Regions from separate parts of the Sminthopsis crassicaudata genome. Here region 1 is linked to region 2. A link is a contact called in public Hi-C data. All regions are on one chromosome and are shown on one strand. The core of a region is the stretch at or near the end of the contact, and the rest is flanking DNA. Distances in the headings are between cores, read along the strand shown.

Region 1 (4,696 bases), core at 2,152-4,651, 190 kb after region 2:
ATCCAAGAAAGAGAGACTGGAGTCAGAATGTAAAGGGCTTTAAATGGCAATAATCTAAGGAGCAATTAAGAGCTACTGGGACTTCTGAACAGAGGAATAACAAGGTCAAACTTTTAGCAGAATTATGGATTGGGTGAGGAGAAATTGGATGCAAAGAGACTGATTAGAGATTCTTGTGGTAGTTCAGGCCAGATGTGATGAGATGGAGACAGATGGGAGAGAATGAACAAGATTTGGCAACTGATTTGCAGAGTAAGAAAGAATCTTTGTCTATAAGAGTGTACCTTCAACAAAAATAAGGATATCAGAAAGAATGGAGGTTGGGGCACAGAACAGATAATGAACTCTGTTTGATAATTGCTAACCTTAAAATGTCCATGGGATATCAGATTGGCAATGTGCCATGTAAGGTATAAGAACAATGGAATATTACTGGGATATAAGAAATGATGAATGTGGGACAGCTAGGTGGCGCAGTGGATAGAGCACCAGCCTTGAATTCAGGAGGACCAGAGTTCAAATCTGGTCTCAGACACTTAACACTTCCTAGCTGTGTGACCCTGGGCAAGTTACTTAACCCCAACCTCAGAAAAAAAATAATAAAAATAAAAAAATAAAGGTAAAACTGATATAAAAAAAAAAGAAAAAAAAAAAGAAATGATGAATATGAAGAATATAGAGAATCATAAGAAGAGTAAAGATCAATACATACAATGATGAGATAAGCAAAACCAGAAAAACAGTGTACATGAATACTTAATGTAAGTAGACACAATAAATTGAAACGGAATATTACATTGAAATATATACAATGTAATTTCCTGTTTTTTTTAGAAATGAGGATAGTGGAATGATGCCAACAACATTAGACTTGGTTTCTATGTTGCTTAGTTTTGCTGAACTACAACTTTTTTCCTTTCTTTTTTTATTCTTTGTTATTAGGGATTCATCACTGAGGGGAGGAAATGAGAAAAAAAAAGTATTGTAAAATGACTGTGATGTAAAAACAAAAGATATCAATAACAACAAAAAAATTTTTTTTAAAGAAAATGTCCAATTGTCTATTAGAAAAGAATGCAACTGAGGGATTCAAGGACCACAGATATACGTATATGTGGGAGTAATTGACCGGGAAGCTGATAAGATGACTTACAGAAGAAGATGCAGGCTCCCCTCATTTTTTAAATGAAATTTCCTTTTGCAGCTCCTACCTCAACCATTCTTCAATCTATATCTAGGCACAATCATACCCCACTTACCCTTCACCCGCTCAATCTTCTGATGAATCAGGATCTGATCAATCTAGGAAGAGAGACATACAAACACACTTCTCTGCTACCCCATAGAGCTAGAGAGAAAGCCTAAATTTCCAGCTATTTTCCCTACTTTCTCTTTCATGCACTTTTTAGTTCTTCCTCCCCAACTTGTACAAATTCTATTGATCCTTTTTAAGACTCTAGCTTCTTCTTCCCAGAACTCTTTCCTGATTCTTTACCAGCACAATCTCCTTTCAAAAGTTTTTTTTTTCCTTTTTATTCTCTAGAACTTTATATCTCTCATGTCACTTACATTACACATGGTCTTACCTCCTTTATCAGAGTATAAATTCCTTGAAGCCAAGGACTATAATATATATATATAATTCATTTTGCATCACTATTACATCCCACCCAAGTAACAATCTACAATCTCTATTTCCTCAGCTAAAATACGGGCATAATATTTGGATTTAACCTATTGAACACCCCAGTGTAAGGACTACATGAAATAATGTGATCTGGAGCCTAAGTCTCTCTGTGGTCCTAAGATCCTCCCCCATATTGCTAACTCACCTGGATAAGGAATTCCAGGCCAGGAGGGACTCCAGGCAACTGCAGAAAGGGAACAGTGGCTGGTTCTGGTTCCAAGGGGGCCCCAGGGCCGGGGGAAGGGAAGAGGTTGACGATGTGGCCAGGGGCAGGTGCAGGATTGGAATATGAGGCAGGCGGGGCCACTGGGTAGGGGGGTGATGGGGCATAGCCTTTGGGGGGTAAATAACCTGTGGGAAGGTGATATGGAGAGGGAAACAGTGAGTAGTGACCTCCTTACCTTTTTTAAGTTCCCCCAGAGAACTAAGGGGAAACACACAGAGGAAGGAAGAAATGAAAAACAATGAAACAAACCCCTGGAGACAAAGACGAAGGAGGTAGAACAGAGAGCAGGTTCAACTACAGTCCCAGGAGGGGTCTCCCTAGAAGTCCCACTCCTTCCTTCCCCACTTTCAGGTCAAAGGTTAAGAGATAAGAGCGGGAAGGAAAGCCGGCGGCGGGCCGGCCTCGTCCCGCGGAGAGAACCCCTCCCACGCCCGTCCCGTGGCCAGCCCGCCCCAGGACTCCTAGTCACCTCCGCAGAGTTTAGCTCACCTGCCATGGAGGGGGTGTTAGCGGTGGGATGTCGCTGTCCCGCGAGGAGTGTCTTCTACAGAAAGAGTCGAGGAGGAAAAGAGAAAAAGAGAAGAGGGAGCAGAGAGACACAGCGGAGGCATAAAAGTGGGGCCGGGAGAAAGGCGGGGCCGGACTGCGGCTTACTCAGAGAAATGTCGGCGTGGGCCTGGGGCGGGGGTTTGGGAGGGGGAGGCAGGGAGGAGAAGCAGCAGCCCGGCTTGGAAGCCCCGGGTCCCAGCCACGCCGGTGCCCGCTCCCTCCACTCGCCCGTCTCTTTGTTCTCGTATCCCTCCCTTCCTCCCTGCGATCCCGCCCCGCTCCACTTCCCTCCCCCGCCCTAATCCACTGGCCCGGGCTTACAATAGGCAGCCCCGAATTCCAGTTTTGCCGGGAATCCCGGGAGGGCTCGGGCCCTTCACTTCGGGAGGGGTAACTACATTCAGGTCCGAGCGAGCCCCGGGACCGCGCAGCCGCCTACATTTTGGGCGAGGCCAGAGCACCACAGCCGACCCTGCGGGCAGGGTGGGAAAAGAGAGGACGCGGCGCGCTCTCGGAGTCCCGTCCCATCCTTCCCAGCTTTCCGGATCTTCTCCGCCAACCGGGAGGATGGAAGCGGAAGGGAGAGGCCGAAGGGCTAGACTGAAAGGCAGGCTCCCCCGCCCGCCCGCAGCCGGTCTCTTTCCTCCTCCTCTGCGCTAAATCCGCGAGGCTGAGGTCTAGTGGCCAAACACTCAAGCATCTGAGCCGCGGACTTCAGGAGGTGACTTGTTCTGGTAGCGCCTACAGGCACCTCGGTTCCTGCTCAGTGAGTCACTCTAGTAGTGCAGAGGCGGGAGGGAGGGGGAGAAGCACGACGGTGAGACGTGAATCAGTCAAGTTGTATTTATTTAGCACATGCTCTCCGCCTCGGATGAGAGGAGCCAGGTGGGGAAGAGAGGCAGCGAAAGGTCGGGGCCAGCTTCTGTGGCAGGAAAAGGGTACCCCGTCCCTCCCCCATACTGGATTAGGAGTGGTGGCTGGTAGAGAGCCCACCCACCACATGTTAATTAGCCAACCTTAGGGTGTTGTATATCGATATGCAAATTGACCAACCCTAAAATGGAGGGCGGGATACTGAGATGCAGGAAAGGGAGTGAGTTTTATGGGAAAAGTTACTGTGGTTTGGAGGAGTCACCACTCTGTGCACTTCCACCACGTGACTGCAGCGCCCCCTACTGGTGAATACAGGAACTAAGACTTCTGAAACCATTTCATGCATTTTAGTTCTCTTCCTAATTCTCACGTGGCGCTTAAGAGGGAATCCATCATATTTATCAAATGCCTACTATGCACGTTTCCCACACTCATATCTGCTGCTCTTTAGCCCACACATGTGAGACCATATTTTTCCCTTTTCTACAGACTCCCTCAGGTTATATATCTTTATTAGTGTAGAAGACCTGAAAGGAAATTTGGAAACCTGGGTTCTTGGAGGCTCTAACTAGGTGTATGCAGTCCAGCTGTTTCCTCTCTCTGGGCTTCAGTGATCCCTTCTATAAACTGGGCAAATTGTCACTGAAGACCATTCCACTTCTAATATCCTGAATCTCCATAGAATTATATTGGCTCAGGTCCCACCTTTTTCTGATCTCCCAATTGCTAGTGCCCTTCCTTATTGACAAATTTATTTTAATAACTGCATTTAAATTATTTTTATTCAATAGACTCGTGTAGGGAATGGTGGGGGGCGAAAAACATTCATATAGTGCCTACTATGTATATGTCAGGCATTGCACTAAGCAAGTAAGCCCTGAGTTCCAATCTGGCCTATATGTGTGATTAGTTGTGTGACCCTGGGCAAATTAACTTCCAATTGCCTCAGTTTCTTCAACTTTAAAATGGGGATAATAATAGTACCTATTTCCCAAACCAGTTGTTAGGATCAAATGAAATAAAATTTAGAATAGTGCATAGTAAGCACTATGCAAATGTTAACTATTATTATTACAGCTATTAGCTAATTTCTTTTTTACAAATATTATCTCATTTGATGCATCACCTCATCTTGCTCATCCAATGGCCAGGCTCCCTTCAATTGCATCACAGAAAGTGTTCTCACAGGTGTGAACATCATGTTATCTCATTAGCACTTCTGTGATTAACCTGTGATAACATCCCTCAATGTTAACTCTGGGGGGGAGAGGGAGAAGAAAGAATACCAGATACCCGATTTCTTTCATATATGTACAGGTAATATCCCTCATGCAAATTGAGAATCTTCGGAGTAGGAATTG
Region 2 (4,422 bases), core at 1,537-4,036:
TTTTTTGGATGCAGATGGCCTTTTCTATGGAAAGTCTATTGGAATTGCCTTAGATCGCTGAACCACTGAGAAGAACCAAGTCTTTCATAGTTGATTATCCCATATTTTTGTATTATTGTGTACAATATATTCCTGATTCTGCTTGTTTCACTCAACATAAGTTGATCATTTTTTATAGAACAATAATATTCCATCACCTTCATATACAACAATTTGTTAAACCATTCCTCACTTGGGCATCTACTCTTTTTCCAATTCTTTGCTACCCCAAAAAGAGCTGCTACAAATATTTTTGCACATGCCCCTACTCCAGTCTTTATTCTCCTTTGCTCCCCTATTCCACTGCAGTCTTTGTATTGCCTGTCCTATCATTAATATGCTTCTATTTTTGTCCTCAATATCTTCTTATATCCTTTGCATTTCCTGTCACTAGTTTAATTTGGCTTCCTGAATTCCTGGCCACCCTGTACAACTTTACAACCCACCTTTGCAACTGTCATGTCTCAACTCTTCCCTCAGTCTCCATCATTAACTCTCTTTTCTTTTTCCTTTTTATTTTTTGAGGTTCACTATGTCACTCTCTCCAGATTCAAGCTGCAGTCAACTATCTGCTTCCAAGTTACCTTTTCCTTTTTCAAAAAATTCAGTACCTGGTTTACAGCCTCATTCTTCATATAGCATCTTGCAACACCCTGAACAGCCAAATCATTCAACCTAACTTCCATCTTCCTTCTCAGCCAGAGAAAGATTGGTCACAGCTGTTCTACCTGCATAATCCTGAGCTCTAAAATCACCCTCTTTGGTGATTGTCTTGGCTTTCTGGTTCTGTCTTATTCCTCCTAAACATCCTCTTTCATTCTCACTATCACGTCTAGCTCCTCTAGTCCATCACCTGTTTTTACACTCTTGACCCACTAATTGTCCAGTTCAAATATCTTTCCTTCAATCCTTTTTCCATTGTCCTGTGAACTTTTTAGTTCAAGCCAATCCTGTGTTTACCCAACCACCATTCCTATTCCAGTATTGCTGAACATTTCAGAAAGAAGTAACATAACTATGTTGTTGGGTTCTCCTCAAATTTATATTATCTAGCTTCAAATGGGTACTGTTGATAACCCTTTTATCCTTCCTGAATTGATTTCCCATCACACAGTGATGATAGTGATTATACCTTCCATACTCTTCTTTAGGCCAACACATTCCTTTTCCTCTCTCTCTTTCCAAAGGTCCTCACCTACTTTAGTGAATACATTTCAATAAAAGCCATCCCCTTTTATCTATCTCTTCTCCCTTCCAGGAAAAAACAGTCACCCAAGCAGAGGTATTCCATCCCTCTGGGGACGTCGGGCCCTGTTAGGAGAGTGTCTCTGGAGAGGCCATTTTACAGACAAAATCAGATGGTAGAAGCTCCACTCAATAATCCAAGAAAGTCCACAAGATCCAAAACAAGTGGATAGGGTTTATAGGCTACTATTGCTGCTCCAATTGTAGAACAACCAGAATTATGGATCTAGACCCAAAGGATATCAAAAGTAGAAAAAAATCTTTGAGACAGTCTAGTTTCACTTTTACATTTTACAGATGAGAAAACTGAAAACACTGAAAATTCAAGGGGCCAATCTATCTGGAATAAAATCCCTAATCTTTCTGACCTTATTCCTTATCCAGTTCCTCCTCTTCCCTCCAGGTGTCACTAGTGCTGCGTCTGTCCCCATTATTTCCTCTTTCCCCTGCCCCCCATCTTTGGAGAGAAATTCTCCACCTCATACTCCCCTTCTCCTAACTCTGGTCTCTCTCCCCATCAGTGTAGGGAGGCAGCTAGAGGTACTCCAGTGACATGATTCGGATGACCCAACGTGGGGTATATGTCTTTTCCTTCATCCACATTGGGGAGCCACTACCAAAATAAATGCTTAGTGACTTAAAGGCAGGAACCAATCCGTTGAGTCAGTTTGAATATCTTTTCTCTCTGTCACTGTGCCCCTTTTTATGCCTATTTCTGTCAGCGTGAGTGTCTACTTTTCCAGGCCTTAGTTCTGCATGACACGTGTAGGGCAGCTCTGATATCTCCCTAGGGACGGTGAGCTGATGGCTGACCACAGCCACCTGTCTCTCCTGATGCTCACACTCTTCAGCCTGGCCCCCGCCTCCGAGCAGCTGCCCCTGGGGGAAGGGCCCGAGAGAGTGACCGACACGAGGAGAGGGAGCTACCGAACTGACAAACACGGAAAGAAAGGGACCGAGGGGGAGATGTCTAAGTAACATCCAAAGAGGAACATAAGTGGAAAGAATCGGAGAATTATAGTTCTTAGAGCTACTAGAGGGATATCCGAGGCTACTGCTAACATCCTATCCCCACCCACACCCCGCACCGCCATTTTACAGATGAGGAAACTAAGGTCCAATGGGGCAGTTTTTCGCCCAGGTCCCCCAGGCAGTAAGCCGAACTGCTCCTCAGGGCCACCGACTCCAGCACCAGAACCCTATACAAGTAGGGAGATACAAAAGAAATATTGGCTGGCTGACTAACTCTTATATTAACAGCGAAAGAGCCAATAGCCCTTCAGCCCGTCCTTCCTTGAGAAGCATGCAGCAATGACGGCCCTTTACATTCCCGCTACCCTGGCCACCTCCAAGACTTGGGACGAGGGGTTACACTCGGGACCTGACATTTGACAGCTCCAAAGACAGGAGCTAAAAATATATCCAGAGCGGGTTACTTCAGGCCATTGCCACTCCACCCCCGGACCCAGGATCCCGCCCCGGCACGCGTCATTTTCTGCCCCGCCCCGTTCTGGCCACCCAAGCCAGGACTCAGTTGTAGGGGAGAAGGACTTAATCCACTCATGCCCTTTCCCTTCGAAAACCCGTTCGAGAGCGCCACTCCCCACGCTTGTACGTTTCCGCAGCCCGCACACCGGCAGGGGGTGGCGGGGACTGGGGGAGTGCGGGTACAGGACGAGTGCCCGGATAGCTCCTTCTCTGGGACTGTCTTCTCCCAATTACTTTGGGTCTCTCTGTGTAAAGGGGAAGAGCGGAGTGAGGGGGTGTGTCTCCCTGAACAGACCGCAAGGCCCGCACCTAATAGGCACAGCACCGAGCGCCCTTCACTTCAGTGGCTCCTGACTTTCCCCAAGCTCCTCCCCTTGGGCATTCTTGAGGAAGGCGGAGTTTCTCTGGGCCTCCTGGGAAGAGCGTGACTTTGGGGGGAGTATGGGATCTCAGCCAATGGGTGTTGCGAGAAGGTGTGGCTCATGTGTGTAGGGGTGTGGTTTGTTGGAGGGGATGGGGACTCTAGGATTAGGTGTGGGGTGTGTGTGGGGGTGGGTGGGGGATTCGCCGGGTCTCTCCCGCGTCTGGGTAGGATAAGCGTTCGTTCTGCTCCTCTCCAGCTCCTCTACTTTGGGTCCCCCTCCCACTGTCCCATTCACCTCTCTTTTTCTCATTTCTCCAATTCCCTTCTTTCAATTTTCGCCAATTCCTTTCTCCTATTTCCCACCAGTCGGGCTACCTCCAGTCATCCTTTGGCTCCCGATTCTCAAGTTCAACCAGCTTCTTCCCCGGACTCTGTTCTGTTTCCAATTCTTTCTTGGTATTCGTAGACCCTCACCCCACCTCCAAGTTTTCCCCCTCTTCGTCACAGAGATGCCGTCGGGGTTTCAGCAGATCTGGTCCGAGGTAGGGAAAACTGGTTTTCTGGGAATTGGGCTGTAAGGGATTCTCTCTAGGTTCCCCCTTTTCCTAACGGGGTTGGAGTGCGGTGAGACTCCTGCGCAGGCTCTACAGGTTCTGAGACTGTGGTGAGTAGGGGGGTGATACTGGATTGGGAGGGGGGAAGGGAGGAGAGTGCGATCAGGGGCTTCTGGCTATTTATACTATGGCTGAGACTTTAGTCTTTACCGCTGTGAAAGGAGATTCGAAGGGAGAGTTTGGGTGGCATTTGTCAAAAACCAAACGTAGAAGCAGGACAGGTGAAGGTGCCTTATAGGAAGTCCTCAACTCTCAGATGTTGGGATATGGGACTCCTCTTGGGGTACAGAACATCTAAGGCATAGTAACAAGAATAACTCGTTAGAAAAAGAAATAACTGGGTCGCCAGGGCGTTTCTTTGTGTCTCTAAGTCAAGGTCCCTGGTGTGATTGATACCACTTTCTGAACGCATGGCCCCACCAGGTGTTGGGGGAGGGGGAATTGGAGAGGAATATGCAGGGTCACTGCCTGGCATGTCATATTCTGAGTCGTTTGAGTATAGGAGACCTAGACATCTGGGGGCTTAGTCAGGGTATCTGAGTTTTGATTGCCCTGTCCTATTCCTCTTGGCTAGTTGCCTCCATGAGTCCCTATCCCTCTTCCCCCCCCACCCCCAACACACATACATACACCACAACCTGGCTTCTCTCCAGGTCTCTGAACTTTCCCTTT

Evidence for each region. A called contact is a pair of places that touch in the nucleus more often than the background predicts.
Region 1: a contact with region 2 is called in a Hi-C map of fibroblasts, with 8 times the contacts expected there. The contact joins the promoter of PLSCR3 here to the promoter of SLC2A4 in region 2. A contact is called at or near these places in 2 of 2 Hi-C or Micro-C datasets (fibroblasts and hippocampus).

The regions. Positions count from the first base shown.
Region 1 is chr4:296,045,696-296,050,391 of ASM4859323v1, forward strand. It overlaps PLSCR3 (phospholipid scramblase 3), which reads right to left and starts at 3,402. Exons shown (of 8, transcript XM_074311792.1): 1 at 2,784-3,402; 2 at 2,403-2,457; 3 at 1,833-2,038; 4 at 1,260-1,302. The coding sequence starts at 2,409.
Region 2 is chr4:295,857,165-295,861,586 of ASM4859323v1, forward strand. SLC2A4 (solute carrier family 2 member 4) reads left to right here and starts at 2,787. Exons shown (of 12, transcript XM_074311756.1): 1 at 2,787-2,895; 2 at 3,503-3,678. The coding sequence starts at 2,847.